Regions from separate parts of the Mus musculus genome. Here all the other regions are linked to region 2. A link is a contact called in public Hi-C and HiChIP or PLAC-seq data. All regions are on one chromosome and are shown on one strand. Each heading gives the region's core, a stretch centred on a gene start, on an enhancer-like site or on the middle of the called end of the contact. The rest is flanking DNA. Distances are from core to core; before and after follow the strand shown. Region 1 has its middle 55 kb from the start of Gm34320. Region 2 overlaps Pbx1 (pre B cell leukemia homeobox 1). Region 3 overlaps Gm39697 (a long non-coding RNA gene). Region 4 has its middle 32 kb from the start of Mir6354.

Region 1 (3,955 bases), core at 692-3,191, 570 kb before region 2:
TTTCTGATACAGAACCAAGACCTGGGCAGCAGGTGATTATGATGGCAATGCTGATCAAAAAAATAATCAGGTGGTGGTGGTGATCATAAGGATGATAAAAATTGGTTAGACTTTTTTTTTTTTAATGAGACACGACTAGGTGCTGCATTCATTTCCCTACGTTCAAATAGTGAGGCTGGGTCCAGTTTTCTCTTAGGATGTGATTCAATTTTTTGTTGTTGTTGTTCCTTGCTTCATAAATAGACAGTCCTTGACCACCATACTCAGTCCCAGACCCATGGCCTAGAAGGTATGTGACAACTTAGTCTATTTCTGTGTGTTTCTTTCTTTGTATTATCCTTTATTGGGTACTGTTGTTTATAGAAAGTGTATATGAACCAAAATTACCTGCATGGCAAGATATACAGGAAAATAAATATCACTCACATCTTGTGGCAACCAATGGTTGTCTAATTAGATTTATCCACTCAACAGGAAGGAAATAATACTTTGACTGGAAACTTAGCAAGCTTCTGAAGGCTAATGATGTCATGGACCTTGGAAAATAATCTACTACAGCCACATGGTTAGAACAGCCCTTACTACTTTCTAGGTCTTATCCTTATATCCATGGGTAAGTGTGGCTGCCACTCCTTATCAGAGAAACCTATCTTGTCAAAATTTAAAGGAGCATCCTGGCTTGAGTTGAAGCCTTTAAAAAGCTGCAACATTATCATTAGGCTAGGATCCTTAGTTCTTTAAGGGTTGCAAAGTAAAGAGTAATTTTAAATCAGAAGAAGAAATGGAAATGGAAACCTCAAAATTTCCAGTTTGAAGCTTACTCTGTTAGATCATCTAGGGTTTCTAGGTGATTTTACCCCAGTGTGTTCTCCCTGAATCAAAGCAAATTCTAAAGATGCAGGAGGTGGGGTGGGGATGGGGGGGGGAGTAAACTCAGTTCTTGCTGTGTAAACATGAGGGCCTGAGTTTGATCCCCTGCACTCAAATAAAAATCTGGGTATATGCTATGCACCTGCAGTCCCAGATCTAAGAAGACAAGAGACATGGGGGAATCCCTGACTACCTGCCTACCAAAAGCAGACGACCCCAGGTCTTAGTGACTAGGCAGGTGGCTTCTGAGAAAGCATATCCAATGTTGACCATACATACTCCATACATGTAATCATATACATACACATGCATATGCACATATATAGTATCCATAGACATGTTCTCAAGCTATCACACGTATGCATGCATGCACACACACACACACTGCACACACACACACACACACACACACTGTACACATACAGATGCACATACAATGTTCTGCCATTATGGATTGTACTAGAAGCAAGGTTAAGGTATTATAAAGCACCAGTTCAGATCTCACAGCCACAGGCTGATCCTGAGATGCTAAATGGTAACTGCAAAAGGAGCAAAGATGGGTCAGGTGGCTTCCTCTTGAAGGTTTCCTGTTACAGTCTCCCCTGTGATCCCATTCCAGAGAGTCTTAGCACAATTTTGAAAACTAAGTTAGGCCAATGTTTATCTTGTCTTTAAAAGGAGCCATCAGCCTTGTGGTGTGGTGGTGTTGTCAAGCCTCTACTTGAAGGATGCTACAGAAAGACTGAGTCCTCCTGCAGCTTTTCCTCCCAACTTCCTTCTTCCCTTCCTCTCTTCCACTCAAGCTTCAGGAAAACCCTTCCTTCTCTTCTTTCTCTAAAGGCACCTCAACATCTGTGTGCTCAGGACCTAATTGTTCTAATGGCATTCCCAAGGTCCCCTGCTCAAGGCCATAGAAATCACGGGGCCCTTTGGACCTCCAGCCAGTAATTCATGGTACTTAGTCAAACTCCTTTCCATTCAGCAGCCCCCCACCCCCACCCCAGCCTGCCCCCCTTCCATCCCTCCCCCTGTCCTCTTGCACTCAGACTCTGTGTTCTTCTCACACCAGTCTGAGGCAGCTTGATCACCTGCCAACTGGTATTGATTTTTGCTTCCCAATCTCCAGGCTGGATGGAAGGAAAAGATTAAAAACAGTTTGTCAGTTTGAAGTTGAATAAGAATTCGGCACAAGGGACATCTCAGAAATGTGAGGAAGTGGCGGGGGAGGCTGGGATGTGGGCAGTCAAGGCCAAGCAAAGTCCTCAGGGAGTTTAACCCTTCAGTACAACAGGCCCGACTTTTTTTTTCTTAATAGAATTGTGCTGTAATCATACACATTCCCCTTTCCCTGTGTCTCACAGACTCAGACACTCTCATGATTTTCTCTCAGCCAGCAGCATCCACTGAAGTTTAACAGGGACTCTTCCACGTCCTGGGACACTTCTCCTCCTTAGCTTACAGATACCCACAACCACATTAGGTTCACGGGCAAAGTTCCAGCTTCTTCCTGCAGTGTCTCCTGGTCCTTATGAGGAGGCAGTGTCTCTTTAGGTCTCTGTGCTCCATAGTTGTGGGGGTCCCTGGTCCTGTGCCTCTGAGCTCTGCCGACAGACTCTGTCAGAATCCATCTTGCAGGTCAGACGCTGTCCTTGTCAAGATAGACTGGGAAGACTCAAAAAAAAAATGAGCTTCACCAGCTTACAAAAGATTTTTTGGTGGTTTTGTCTGCTGTACAGATGAAAAATTATTTACAAGCATCTGTAGAAAGCCTGACAGGCCACAGCATAGGGAGTCAGCACGTGGAGGAGTCAAATATAGGGCACTGACCTAGTAAAATTACTCAGAGACCCAGGTTTCTGGTCTCCTAGAGCGTAGGGTTCATGTTGACAGGGTTTTTGTCTCAGCATTCTTGGTTAAGTAGAATAAATACAGAGTCAAAAAACTGGAGAATTCTCCATGAAAAATCAGGATGTACCCTGGCATGGTAACATACACCATTAATCCCAGCATGCAGGAAGGAGAGGTAGGTAGATCTATGAATCTGAGGACACTTTGGTCTACAGAGAGAGTTCCAGGTCAGCTTAGGGCTATATAGTGAGAACCTGACCCCTCCTCCCAAAAAATAAAAATAAAAATAGAAAAAAATCATGTTAGTAGATTTTGTCAATATTACAAAAGGGAATATTCCACTCAGAAGATATAACCCCCTCTTCTTTTTCAGTCATTTCTGTGCTTATGGGTTATACAGCATGTAGCATAAGCAGGGAGAGTCAGGCTTCCTGCAACCCATATCTAAAGCGTAGACTATTCTAGTTGACCTCCCTACTCTGCACAATATGAATTGCCACAGGGGTATTAGCTGAATCTCAGTTAGTTTGTGTAAGCCACTTCAGTAGAACGCACCTTGGCATGTTCTGTAAGTTAGAGTTCCATCTGGACAGCAAAGGTAAGTGGGCACTCGTTGAAAATGGCGTTAAAAGTACCAGTCCCTCTCCAGCTAGTACTATAGCTAGGTGAGTGAGTGAGCAAGCATCTTTGGTACTTCTCGTTTTTCTCGGTGTTGGGATGGGGCAGAGCCGTCTACTTCTTACTTGCTCTCTATCCTCCTACCTTTTGCATCACATAGACTATACCACATCTGCTTCTCTTTCTCCAGATTCCTTGATTTGTGGCCCGTTGCTTATCTTTTGAACATACTCTAATCCTATTCTCAATCCTGACTGTTTCTGGGAGAGTGCATTCTTCAAATTGCTGCTGTGGCTATGTGGTTTCTCCAAACTTCTCAAACCTGGCCTTTACTCTGCTTTTCTCTTTGGATCGTGTCTTTATTACTTCTATAATGAACTGCATATTCACTGGCAAAGAGGAGAGGATTAAAATCTCATTTGGAAAAAAAAATGTCATTTGGCCCTGGAAATAACTGCTACATAAAAACGATCAGAAAACATTCCTCCCAGTAGGTAGATAAATGGATGCCAGGATGCTATATCTATTCCAACCCCAAACAGCTATCCATTCTTCTTCTAAATGCATTTGTGTAGGACAGCAGTTTCCTGTTACATTGTAATAAATTGCCGCAAGTATG
Region 2 (4,153 bases), core at 1,499-3,998:
TGAAACTAAGAGGCAAAGTCACACAGTGAGAGTCTATAATGTGGGTTAGCATGGAGATATCCCCCTTCTATCTCAGTGTACTTTCTCATGGTTCCTCATGCCGTGTTATAGACCTGAGGGAAGAGAAGCCCGAATGTACACGTCTGTTCTCTTGGCTGTTAGAACTTGGTGGTGGGGTTGAGAAACGTATCATGCCCTAGCAAGAACCAGGCAATGCTCTGGGCATCTTATGGAGACTTTAATCCACAAAACCTTTTCAGTTTAAGGCAAGAGACCATCAAGAAACCCCTCCTGCTTTCAGTAGTGAGCTGGTGTAGAAGGTGCTGTTGTAGAAAGAAGCCTTCCTCTCCATGGGGTGTGCAGTATCCTCCAGCCACTGGCTCCACACTTCCCATGCTTCTTATGTATAACTAAGTAGGGATGCTTTCCCACGTCATGAGTTCCCATGTGCAGTCCAGGCCTTACACACCCTACCCTGGCCCTCTCCCGGGCCTCATTCCCTTTCCTCAGATGTCTTAAATACATGGATCTGAAGGCAGAGGCAGTATGAAGTCATGCCCCAACCCCCCGACTTCTGCAGCTTTTCTTGGGACAAAGGGGGTTTCCCGAGCCGCCATACAAGCTTTAGCTATTAAGATCTATAAGTCCGTCACTCAGACAGCCGGCACCCATCCAGAAATGCAGGCGCCTGTTGCCCAGTGCATTCACTTTCTCTCTGCCAGCTGGCCCGGGGAGACTCGGTGTGCCAAGCAGGGAACGTGTGAATAGGATCCATCCATGCCCGCACATCCCCTGAGAAGTACAAGCCCTGTGACCAGAAGGGCCGAAAGCTAGCCCAGAGAAAAGAAGAACTTGCTGTGTCTCTAAAGAAAAATCCCTAAACAGAAATGCTCAAAATAGTAAAACCATCCCAAGAGTGTCCTGTGTTTTTGTTGTCATCCCCTGCCTTAGAAACTTCACCCACAGCTCCACGTGCTGTGGCTCTGAGCCAAGTGGGAAGAAATGACTGCACTTTCCAGGTCCTGGCTAGAGCGCCCTTTGAAAAATCAGTGCGGCCTTGATACCTTAAGAAACACTCCATAAAGATGCTTGCACTGAAATCCTTAAAGATCTTACTGTCTCGTTGCTGGAAGGAAGTTTACAAGTCCCTTTCTGATATCATATGCTGTTTATGCATACCTGATTGCTAATAAGCCAAGAAAAATATTGGAAGGATTGAAAGATATCTTGTCTTCACACCAAGTGGTATCACTTTAGGAGGCTTTTGACCCTGAACGAAGCCCTGTGTGATTCTAAGGGGACAATACTGAGTATCAGAGTGAGTCCCAGATTTATAGATTCTGTGCACTGGAACCCTCTGAAGAGGCCATTCTAGGCCAGCAGCCAGGAAGATTCCCGCTTGGTCCTCTAAGGTCTGAGTTCCGTCAGTACTGGGCTCTCTGGAGCCTATCCATCAACCGTTGTCTGGCAGCTGCCTGTAATGCTGGATTGTGAAACTGGGGGAATCAAATGGTTAATCATTTCCATTTACTTGATAGACGACTCTTTAAAATAACTCACCCAGACAGCTTTTCCATCAAAGACGGAAGAGGCTTGAGCACTTCGGGGGAAGAGCGCCTATAAGTACAACCCCAAGCTTCAGGCTACTAAGGAATGGAAGATGTGGGTCCCGACACTGTTTAGAAGAATCAGTTCATAGCACAGTCATTTTCCAGCTGGAGAAGTGTCCACCGGTTTGTGGATGGTTATGCCTGTAAGGAAATGACAGAACCTGAAAGGTCGGGGTGGAGGAGTAAGGGGTTGGGAAGGGGGGAGGTGTTCTACAAAGCTTAAAGCAGTTTGGTGTACTCTTAGGCCTCGGGGGAACCCTTCACAGATACCAGTCCTGTGCTTGGGTGACTCTCCCTCACACAGAGAGCCATTGCCTTAATGTCAGCATAGCATTGCTTGTTTAGAATGGCCACATATGAAAGGCAGATCTGAGTTTTGGGAAATGGGCACTGGAAGAGACGGGAGAGCAAACGTGTTCTCTCTGTACAACTTACAACCGGAGGGTGGGGCACGTGTCAGGAACCAGCTGTGGCAGGACACAGATGCCTAAGACGCCATAGTTCTACATCCTACTTGGCTGCTGTGCACAAGAGCGCTGAAAAGACCCGAAGAGGTGCATAATACATGATCCGGGAGATCATGGGAGATCACCATGTCACCACTGGCTTCCAGGAGCTCTCGATCTTGGTGGCAGGAGCCTGCCTTGTTTTAGCCAAGTTTCTGTACCTTTATAATCTGTAAGTGTGCTAGCAGAGCGTGTGCTTTCTGTCATCAGGTGACACAATTCAATGTGCACAAAGGGTCCCAGCGGATGAATGGTTTCACTTTCTAGAAGTACAAGGGCAGGTTACTTCTTTCTCCACTGGCTTCAGAGCTCTGCCTGGCTTGGGCTTGGCACCTTCTTCTGCCTTGGTACCTTGAAACCATGAAGAGACTTCCTCAAGCCTTCCCTAAGTCTTATGTCCCTTCTCCAACCATCTCTTTATCTTGCTCAGCTGAGCGAGTCTCAAGCTTCACTCCATAGCCTGAAACAATGCCTTCTGCTAATATGCCCTCCTCCCTGTCTGCCCACATTTGGGAATCTCAAATCGGAGTAGATCCCAATTCCCCAGCTCCATGGAGATGTTGGTAGCTATGGGACCCTTCTTTAAACAAGTCCTCGGTGGGGAGAGAGTGCCCTCTAGTGGGCATCAGCCAGGAGCGACTCTGGAGCTGTGTTGCTCAGCCAAGGACAAAACAATCCTTTGCACAGACCTCCCACTGGCTCTCTTGAATGTGCCTTTGGGTTTGGTTTGTTTTTCTCCTTGTGTGAAGAAAATAAATAAAGAATGAACAGCAGGAGGCCAGTTGTGAGGGCTGCTCCAATCAGGCTGTGACAGTCTCCTTATCGCTGGAGTTTTAGCACCGGATTAACCCTAGGGCAAGTGATAGCAGCTGATGTGACTTCAGGTGTTTTCTGAAGGCTGTGACAACCTCTGTATAAATCACTTACCTGTCGTGACTGGTCTCTGTCGTGATTGGAATGGGAGGCAGTGATTTGTGAGTAGGAAACCCCTTTAAGAATTATTAGCTAACAAGGATAAATATCTTGGTGTTATGTACAGCCAGTGGGGCTGTTGGGACCCTGTATGACCAGCATGCACAGGCAAGGGGACTCTTAAAGCTCAGTTTCAGGGAAAGCTGTTGGGCAGGAGAGGGAAAGGAAGGAGGGAGGGGGTGCTGGGCACCCATCAGGGAGGCGGGAACCTGATCATATGTGATGGCTGCAGGATTAGGTAACAGCTCGGCTGGTTGAAATTGGATCTTGGAGGACGAGTGTTAACATCTCTGGTGTCCCAGTGAAAGGTTCATTTGAGTCTTGCATGGTGCTAGAGAGATAAAAAGGAGCTTTTAAATAAGCATTTTGTATCCAGCTCACCAGAGTACTGACTTCAAGCCATAAATAGGAAGTGTCACTTCTGTTAGCCGTATCGCTTATTTCTTTAAAGCTGGCGGCATTTTTTTTTTAACTGACTAGCTGAACAATTTCCGGGTCAGTGAATCCAAATACCTCAGTTTGTTTGTTTTGTTGTTGTTGTTGTTGTACTAGTATCTTGAAATCTTGTCCTGGGAAGAAATACAGACCTGCAAGATTCTCTGCCTTTTTCAAACACACACGTGCACCCCAAGACCATCAGAGCAATCACCTCCTATGTACTATAGCACAACAAAGTGCTCCCCTATTTGTGCCTACTTCTTGCACATTGTCCAGTGTAGTTTACTTTCATGAGTAGAGTATAATTGAAATGGTGCAATGTGTGTGTGGACGGAGGACGGTTCTTCTGGGTTTCTTCTTCTTCTTCTTCTTCTTCTTCTTCTTCTTCTTCTTCTTCTTCTTCTTCTTCTTCTTCTTCTTCTTCTTCTTCTTTTCATTCTCTTATTTTCAAATCTCTGGTAGAACCTTTCTTTACATGTCTGTAAAGCAATTGTGATGAGTCTTGGCAAACCCAATCTCCTCTGAATGAGTATTCAATTAGAGCATTTACCATGTAAAAATTAAGCTCCTTTATTGTTGCCCACCCCACTTCTACCTGGGTAAATCTTTACCCACCCAGGAATCAGT
Region 3 (4,444 bases), core at 862-3,361, 950 kb before region 2:
GGATGGGTCCTCCCACACCAATCAACACGATGAAGATAACCCCTGCTCGTGTGCTCGGACACCAATCAACACGATGAAGATAATCCCTGCTCGTGTGCTCGGATGATCATATCACAGGTGAGTCTGGATTTCATCAAGTTGGCAATTGAGATTAACCATCATAATATATTAGATCTACTTGTAAATTTCTTGAGGAATCTCTGTTTCACTGTGACTGTACTAATTTCTATTTTCTCCAGCCATACATGAGAATTCCCTTATTCCCATATGAATGCCAATATTTATTTTTAAGCATTTGGTGAAAGCTTTGTTAACCAGGATGAGATGATATCACATCGTTTTGGCTTCCATTTCCCCGATGACAAATGAGTTAGAACTTTTATATTTCATACTTTTCTCATTTCAATGGGAATATTTGTAGCATTGCTGTTGGTTCTTAATAGATTATGGATACTACCTCTTTATCAGATGAACAGCTGGAATGTTTTCAAATCCTTCTGTAGCTTGTCCTCAGTTTGTTGATCATTTCTTCCGCAGAGCAGAAGAAAATTCTTAGTTATTATAAACCCATTTTTAATTTTTTTGTACTTTTGATGTCTTATCTAAAACTCATCACCTGTGCTAATATGAACTGTGTCCCCTCTGTGTATGTATGCTTGTTTGTTTTCCTTTTTTATTTTTCTTCTACGGTTTTGAGTTCCAGGTCTTATATTTGGGTCTGTGATCCAGTTTGAATGGACTGAATTTCCATCTTCTGAGTAGGATGCCGAGTCTTTCCAGCACCTTTTGCTGAACAGGGCATTGTTTTCCAATGCGTATCTCTAGCACTTCTGTTGAGTTAGTTGGCTATGAATACACAGATTCCTCTTGAGCATCCTATCCCTTTCAGTTGGTCTGTGTATCAGACTCTGTAGCTGCTCTGCTGTTTGAGTTACTGGAGCTTTGTAGTGTGTTTTGGGGTATGGTGATGTGATGGCTTGTGCTTGATCTTCTTGGTCCTTTGCTTTGGCACATTTTGAAGGAACAGGTATTGTCATGGTTTTACCTTGCTCTCTCTGGCACAATCTTCTAAGGAGGCCAGACTGAAGTTGTTCTAGAGTTAAGACTGTCAATCCTAGACTGAGGGCTGCCAAGCATGGGTGCCTTGGTTTGCCCTATGCAAGCTTCTCTGGTTAAAATGTTCAAGTCCCTTTTACTATGTCTGTGAAATCTCATCTTTGCTCATTCAAAAACTTACCTACCTCATAGAGCCTTTGTAAAGCTCACACAAAATCTCATGAGCAGAGTGCCACCTATCATACAAATATCATGGTTTCTGTTTTCTGGTTTTGTTTTGTTTTGTTTGTTTTTTGTCAAATCACTGGACATGCCAACTGTCTGCTTCCTAGAGTGTCTGAGAATGGATGAGATATGATTATTATGTGATGAGCAATTCATCACTGTAGAAAAAGCACATAAATCAGGGGACTTCATGTGTAATGAGTGAGTAAACCACGTTCTCTGTGTAAATGGTAGAAACTCTAAATATCAACACTGGGGACCTCTGATGGACTGTCAGAAGCAGTCTTTCAACAGTAAGGGGATGGCCACTTCCAGCATTGCTGCTCCAGACTCATTGTCCTGGGAAGCTGCCTTAAGCATATTAGAGAAGCCTGACACAGGTTCACAAAGTGAGCAGAGAAATTAAGAAATTAAGGATACACATCCACACACATCCGCACACACACACACACACACACACACACACACACACACACACACACACACACACACAGAGAGAGAGAGAGAGAGAGAGAGAGAGAGAGAGAGAGAGAGAGAGAGAGAGATCCTGAAGTAACTTAGCAATCAAGGCATTAACAGCCAAAAAGCTTTGCTTGTAGAGGAGTTAATGGATTTATATTATTTGTGGTTATCTGGATTTCAGATTGATACCATAAATATTCAGACTCTGAACTCAGCTGGAAGCAGCCGCCACTGACTTTTCTGTGACCTAACTGGAAACACTAAATCAGCTGTCTCCTTGACTTTCAAGGGAATGACATACCCCAAGCCCACGAGATAGCATCGCCTCGGTATTTATTGCCTCCAGAGGACCTCGGCTTAGTATGGTCTGTAACTACAGCCTCTCTTTGAATGCCAAGCCTGCTTAAGATTGCTAAATCACAAAGTTCTCTGTACTGAGTGGGAGAGAACCTTGACTGTGGGTGTAGATACAACTTAGTCCACAAAATGCACAGAGTGAACTGCTTTCCAGGGCAAGCCTCGTGACACATTATCCTCAGATTTATGTGTGTTTCCATCCATAGCTTTTTCTATTCCTTGCTCTTACCAAGGTTCTTTCTTATTTTTTTTTCTTGCTTTTAAAAAGTTCATCTGTGTGATTGAGAATCAAGGGTCTGATTCCAGATATGTTTTTCTTATTAGAATGTGGGGAGTTGCTTGTAAGTCTTTCAAGCAATGGCTGACAGGCCCTTTATGAGTTGGGCTCGAACTTCTCTGTGTCTCACTCCAGAGCTGACACAAAGATGCTCATGATAGGAAAAAAAAAGAAATGTGGCCCTCCTCCTAGGGAGGATTGTGTGGTCCTCCTCCTAGGGAGGATTGTGTGGTCCTCCTCCTAGGGAGGATTGTGTGGTCCTCCTCCTAGGGAGGATTGAGGAACCTTCCATTGGCAACAGGCTTCCTTTTGCCCCATGACAAATTGTGCTGAAGGCTTGACAACACCGAATCCATCATAAGGATTGGCCAGCTCCTTCTTTCTGTCAGCTTAACAGATGTGGCAGCAGCCACAATGTCAATAAAGGTTATGTCCTGCTTCAGAGAAAAAGGGGCCAAAACACCATTTAAGTAATTGCTTGGGGAGAAAAAAAAAACCACACACACATGCACACACACACATACAAAAAAAAACCCACAAAAAAACAAAAAAACAAGCTCTACTTGGAGGCAAGCAATTGCATTGTCAGGACAGGATTCACACATGGGCAGTATCTTCCCTTCTTTCTCTAATGAGTTGAAAGGTGGTCTTGGGGGTGATGCAGGGTGGGGGAAATGTGTGGGTCTATTACCAGGAAAATGGCTAAGACATAAGTGATGGCAAGTTGTGATTTTCCAGGTCCCATCCACACAGCATTTGGAAATCTACCAAGAATTCTTCTGTTACCATTTGACCCAGCTATAACACACCCCAGATGTCATAAAACTTCCTTTGAGGGTTTGACATGAAGCAGGGGGGAAGGGAAGGAGCCATCCCTGAGGAAACTCAACACAATGTGGCACTTGTTTTATTTTTCCAGTATTTTTAAATCCAGAATTTCACATAATACTATTTTTGCTGTAGCCCATGATTAGGCACTCTGGATATCTTAATCCTGGTCCAAGGAACAAAAGGTTCCAGAGGAGAAAGAATAAGAGGAAAGAGACACAGCATAAGGGAGTTGGAATGGCTGGGATAAATATGTGTGGATGCCGAGTGGTAAGTCATGAAAGAGCTCAGGAACAGTGACCATGGCAGTGTCTCTCAGCTGGAGCACAGTCCGGCTGCCATGCTAAGGTCCCCAGGATGACCCAGCACTCTCCTAGGCAACTCTGAATAGGAAAATAGCAGGAGCAAATTTACATTCCTGACAAATTCATTCGGATACCTGTGTGAAATTTGGATTAGAGATGAAGAACAGAAGCAGGGAGACCAGATAGAATGGTGTCGAATTAGACTTAGCAAAATACGATGAGCGTCCTAAAAAGGGAACTAGCAATAAAGACAGAAGGAAACAAGGAGATTTACATAGAAAGAGTTATGCGGACCGGACTAGTGAGACGATATGCTTGAGGGTCAGAGGAAGAAGGCTCTTGCTATAAGAAGACTTCTTTGTGTGAGCATTATATTGTGATGGCTCCAACTACAGAGAGCACCAGACTGAGGAGTGTTGCGCCTTGACTGACACCTTGACTAGTTCTAAACTCAGTAGGAGACAAGCTAGATTCAGTTAACTGAGTTGGGAGGACTCACTGTAACTAGGGGCAGGTCTCTATGAGTTGGGGGCCTAACTGCATACAAAGACAAAAGCTCTCTGAGCACTAGCATGAGTCAGTCTGTGCATCCTGACTGTGGCCCTAGTGCAACCAGTTATCCCAAGCTCCTAGCATTGTACCTTATCTGCGATGATGAACTGTGATCTTCATTTATCTCTACAACTTGTGAGAAATTTACCACAGCTGTGAGACATGGGAGTGAAGCAGAGTGGGAGAAGGAAAGACCCAGCCCTGGGTGGGTTTCAGTCAAAGTTTCAAGTAAATGCTTCCCCATTTCTAGAGCCAACTTCCAAATTCTTGCCTTGGTATCCAATCTGCAGGCACTGCTATACAATTCTACATCTGTAGGAGAAGCTTATTTGGAAAATGGGTGCAAAACTCAGTCTTTATTCCAAATGTGGATCGGAGTATG
Region 4 (4,457 bases), core at 598-3,097, 840 kb before region 2:
GAGGTACATGTAGGTACGGTAAAGTAAAAAAAAAATTTAAAAAATTAAAAAAAAATAAATAAATAAAGCAAAAGAGTCCATCTCCAGCTTCCAACTTCAGTCAAATCTTTATGAATTGTTTAATCGTTCTTATTTCCCTTTCCTCTACAATACTTTAAAAATATTTAGTTTACTTTCTGTGTCTGAGTATTTTACCTACATGTATGTATGTGCCCCACATGCATACTTTGTGCACACAGAAGCCGGAAGAGGGCATCAGGTCGTCTGGAACTGTAGTGACTGATGGTTATCACCTGTCATTTTGTGATGGGAAACAGACCCAGGACTTCTGCAAGAGCAGCAAGTGTTCTTAACCTCAGAGTCACCTCCCTAGGCCTTACAACTATTGTGAATGTCCTTGTTTTCATAATATAATTGTGAGAGCAAATCTCAACAGCCCAAAGTTACATAATTAATTCAGTTTCAATCACAATGACCGCCCCCTTCATTCCAGCTTGCTCAGAAGGCATTAATTGTGGGCAGTCAAATTGCCAATTGGGCAGGTAGAGATCTTTCAAGGCTGCTAATTCATTTAGCTTGAATAGTTCAGTCTGTTATTTCTTTTTTTATTTTCATAACATTTCCTTCTCAGACAAATCACACCTTCAAGAAGACAAACTAGTTATATTATTTTATTTATCCCACCTATGGCACTATGGTGTCCTTACATATTGGACAGGGAAGTGAGTCTTTATCAATAGACATCTGAGGAAAAGAGTGTGGGGTTTCTGTGAAAGGTTGCTAGCTCACAACCTTGTCTTAGATGGCTTTCTTTGGCCACATTGTATACACTTTTGTGGTATTTGATCAGTTGTGTTAGTAGCATTTCCTTTAAGACTAATCCTAAAGTCGGTTAAACCATGATTGCTGGCCATAGATGCGAAATGCACTTCCACATGCAAACAAGGTGCAGGCTATGAGCTTAAAGAAGTCATTTATAGCAATTGTTCTTAGAATCTGATTTCAGACTCACATGATCAGAGCATCTGAAAACTTGCTAGACTTCCTCCAAAGGTTGCTTAGTCAGAAACTCCAGTGGGAGGCAGTGATCACCATTTCCATGCTTTTCTGAGAAAGCTCAAGGGGTTGAGAACTGCTGGTTAAGGGTGACATTAAGTCAGGAATCAGGTGGGAACATCAAGCCCTGGAATTGTTCCTCAAAGCACAGGAAATGCATCATTTTCAAGGAGATGCTAAAATCAAGCAGCTTTCTAAAATCCAAATAACTAAATAGAAAATGGTATTGTAATGTTAAGCAGGAGAAGCAGAAGGTAGAGGAGCTCTGGAAGGAGAGGAAGTTATCTGTGTCCAGGTGGGTTTTTTTCAGCCACTCACATCCAAGAGTCTCATTCTCCTGTTTTCAGATGAAAATGTGCCTGGGGCTTTGCAGAATTATCATTGAAAGCCACTTTCTGCATCATTGCCTCTGTACACAAGGATGTGATGAGAGCAGTTTCATCCTAGCGAAGGTTTGCCAGCGCTGCCTCCTGTACCCTTGGCGACCAAACTCTCAGTGCTCTCTGTCCACACTGCCCAACCGGCACGACTGGAGGTGGCATAGGAAGAGAGAAAGAACACCAATAACGAATGCCCGAGAGGCAAAAAGAATGATCATCAAAGTGGGAAGACGAGAGAGAGAAGATGGAATTAGATGAGAGAGAGAGAGAGAGAGAGAGAGAGAGAGAGAGAGAGAGAGAGAGAGAGAGAGAGAGAGAGAGAAGTGAGGACCTGAAGGGACGCTGAGAGGCCAGGAGGGTGGGGCTACCCAGCAGCTGTTTGGCATAGGCTGCTCTTGCCATCCATTTTGCATGGACTTCTTCCTGTGTTCGTCAGCGTCTGCGATGGGGTGATTAATCATTCATGTCAGAAGCCCTAATCCTATTCAATGGAAAACAAATGCCATGGCACCCAGCCCTTTGCTTATCCCGTGCCGTGCTCTTCACAAGCTTGCTTGGACTAGGCCGTCTGGGACCAAGATGGTTTTTCTGGGGACTTCCATCCCCACCCCCCACCCCCAACCCCATGCAAATTCAGGACAGCTCCATATGTTGGCGATGCCCTGTGATCTCTAGGGCCTTGTCTTTTAATGGGGAGAAAAAAAGGACCACTAGCAATAAAGGTCAAAGTTGTGCTAGTTAAACAAACAACATCCATTTAATTCTCCTTTAAAGAGAACATAGGCCGTTTCTTCCCTGGACCACAGTGTATTGAAGCCTTCAGTCCTCCAAACAGTCCTTCCGCAAGGGTTAGCTCTGCAATCTCACTAGCAAATTCCGTTTTTTGCCATCTTTTCACACCTAGCTCACACTATTCACTTTATTTCCTTCTATTTTTTCCCTTCATCTATATTTGGATGACACTGGAAAAAACAGTATAAAAACATGATTTGCCCAGAACTTCTCTAAGATAAACTGCCCTCAAACTGTCAGTTACTCTGGAAAAACAAGAAGCATGTAGCATAGGCCTGATAGCATCACTAGATAGGTAGGTAGGTAGGTAGATAGATAGATAGATAGATAGATAGATAGATAGATAGATAGATAGATAGATGATAGATAGATAGATAGATAGATAGATAGATAGATAGATAGATAGATAGATGATAGATAGATATTTTAAAAACCTTCAAATTCAAGTTTCTCACCTGGGTAGCAGCATGCATCCCTTAATCTTTATCAGTAGGTTGATTGGACTCAGAGTCACCTAGGAGACTGATAAGGCCCACCTCTGGGGATGATGGAAAGGAAGCAGTAGCAACTTTCATTTCTCTTCTCAGTCAGTCATGTGAACAGTATTCCATTGCCTTAGGCTCCTCATAGCCGCCATGCTAGCCCACCCAAGTAACCATATGCCGAATTCTATGAAACCGGTAGCCAAGACAAACCTGCCTTCCCTTAAGTTATTCTGTTAGGATTTAGTCACAGCTGTCACAGCTAAGAAGAAAAGTACAGTGTAGAATCTGTGCCCCAAGCTTTGACATTCATAAGATTCCCTTTTCTTGAGTGCAAAGGCATTGGGACTGGTATGACCCAAAATAATGGTGCACATCCATGGTGACATGTAGTGCATGCCTGGTAGCTTATGTCTTCTTTATAATCTAATAATCAGATACCTACAGAAAACCTGAGGGAGATGACTGTCTTCTAGGGATAGACATTGCTTGTTGACATTCCCTACAAGGCAACAGGTAGAACCTATTTGCTTTGCAGATTTAAGAACTTCTTTTTTTTTAACCGATGTAAGAAGTGAAAAGGACTCACTACTTCGAAGCCCACACACATTCTGGCTCCACATCAACTTGCTTTGCCTGACAATGACAGCCATGCTTTAAAATGCCTGTGCATTCTTTCCTCAAAAGATGTTCTTCTTTGTGTTTTATGAGCTTGCTCCACTGGTATTCACATCAGGGGCTGCATGTGCTGTCTATTTGGAGATTGCATGGACTTGGACCTTGGCACTTGCTGGTCCCAAACACATTTTCTTACTTATGACCTATTACAAAGTCCATGGATGGGATTTTTCATTACCAGACTCCTTGGCACTTCCTTTTAACAGCATTCTTATGTGTTATGTTAAGTATGAATAACTTTGGTTTGCAGAGAAGAAAAGGAGGGTCGGGAGCTAGTGCGACTTCCTCCAGATCATGTGCCATAAGAATAAGAAGTACAAGCACTAGTTTGAAGACCTGTGCCATGGAGAAAACCTGGAAATGGGGCAACGATTCAAATACGGCTGCCCACTCGTGTCTGTAGGGAAAGTTTCTAAGAAACTCTATGTCTCTGTGGATCCTCAAATTCTCTCTCTCTCTTTTTAAATTATTTATTTTATGTGAGTGCACTGTCGCTATCTTCAGATATACCAGTAGAGTGCATAAGATTCTGTTACAGGTGGTTATAAGCTACCATGTGGTTGCTGGGAATTGAAATCAGAACCTCTGGAAGAACAGTTGATGCTCTTAACCGCTGAGCCACCTCTCCAGCTCAAATTTTTTTTATGTAAATCAGTGTTTCATAAAATCTGTGGAACACAGGGCCCCCCAAAGGAGGAGCTAGAGAAAGTACCCAAGGAGCTGAAGGGGTCTGCAACCCTATAGGTGGAACAACAATATGAACTAACCAGCACCCCCAGAGCTCATGTCTCTAGCTGCATATGTAGCAGAAGATGGCCTAGTCGGCCATCATTGGGAAGAGAGGCCCCTTGGTCTTACAAACTTTATATGCCCCAGTACAGAGGAATGCCAGGGCCAAGAAGTGGGAGTGGGTGGGTAGGGGACAGGGTGGGGGGAGGGTATAGGGAACTCTCAGGATAGCATTTGAAATGTAAATAAAGAAAATACCTAATAAAAATGTAAATATATCCATAGCAAGCAATATGAATAAAGACAGTAACAAAAAAAATCAGTGAACAACTTCCCTTAT

Evidence for each region. A called contact is a pair of places that touch in the nucleus more often than the background predicts. HiChIP or PLAC-seq counts read pairs in DNA pulled down with a chosen protein or histone mark.
Region 1: a contact with region 2 is called in a FOXA1 HiChIP or PLAC-seq map of pancreatic cancer cells. The contact joins two enhancer-like sites. A contact is called at or near these places in 1 of 15 datasets of contacts at CTCF or cohesin (the NIH/3T3 cell line), 2 of 484 Hi-C or Micro-C datasets (the HL-1 cell line and psoas muscle), 1 of 115 datasets of contacts at active chromatin or transcription factors (pancreatic cancer cells) and 1 of 9 other capture datasets (embryonic stem cells).
Region 3: a contact with region 2 is called in a Hi-C map of uterus, with 4 times the contacts expected there. The contact joins two enhancer-like sites. A contact is called at or near these places in 6 of 484 Hi-C or Micro-C datasets (cortical neurons, embryonic fibroblasts, liver and 1 more).
Region 4: a contact with region 2 is called in a Hi-C map of stem cell-derived neural stem cells, with 2.0 times the contacts expected there. The contact joins two enhancer-like sites. A contact is called at or near these places in 3 of 484 Hi-C or Micro-C datasets (nephron progenitors and stem cell-derived neural stem cells) and 1 of 9 other capture datasets (embryonic stem cells).

Annotation. Positions count from the first base shown.
Region 1 is chr1:168,784,982-168,788,936 of GRCm38.p6, reverse strand. No RefSeq gene overlaps it. Among named protein-coding and RNA genes, the nearest start is that of Gm34320, 55 kb to the right of the region's middle. Within about 2 kb of position 1,941, at least 11 of the 459 cell types and tissues checked have an H3K27ac peak or open chromatin away from gene starts, as enhancers often do. A contact at or near this core is called in pancreatic cancer cells, where this site is marked.
Region 2 is chr1:168,212,911-168,217,063 of GRCm38.p6, reverse strand. The region is part of intron 2 of Pbx1 (pre B cell leukemia homeobox 1); the gene reads left to right. Among named protein-coding and RNA genes, the nearest start is that of Gm51671, 130 kb to the left of the region's middle. Within about 2 kb of position 2,748, at least 56 of the 459 cell types and tissues checked have an H3K27ac peak or open chromatin away from gene starts, as enhancers often do. A contact at or near this core is called in pancreatic cancer cells, stem cell-derived neural stem cells and uterus, where this site is marked.
Region 3 is chr1:169,158,693-169,163,136 of GRCm38.p6, reverse strand. It overlaps Gm39697 (a long non-coding RNA gene), which reads left to right. Exons shown (of 5, transcript XR_865720.1): 2 at 1-117. Among named protein-coding and RNA genes, the nearest start is that of Gm39697, 12 kb to the left of the region's middle. Within about 2 kb of position 2,111, at least 10 of the 459 cell types and tissues checked have an H3K27ac peak or open chromatin away from gene starts, as enhancers often do. A contact at or near this core is called in uterus, where this site is marked.
Region 4 is chr1:169,049,116-169,053,572 of GRCm38.p6, reverse strand. No RefSeq gene overlaps it. Among named protein-coding and RNA genes, the nearest start is that of Mir6354, 32 kb to the right of the region's middle. Within about 2 kb of position 1,847, at least 28 of the 459 cell types and tissues checked have an H3K27ac peak or open chromatin away from gene starts, as enhancers often do. A contact at or near this core is called in stem cell-derived neural stem cells, where this site is marked.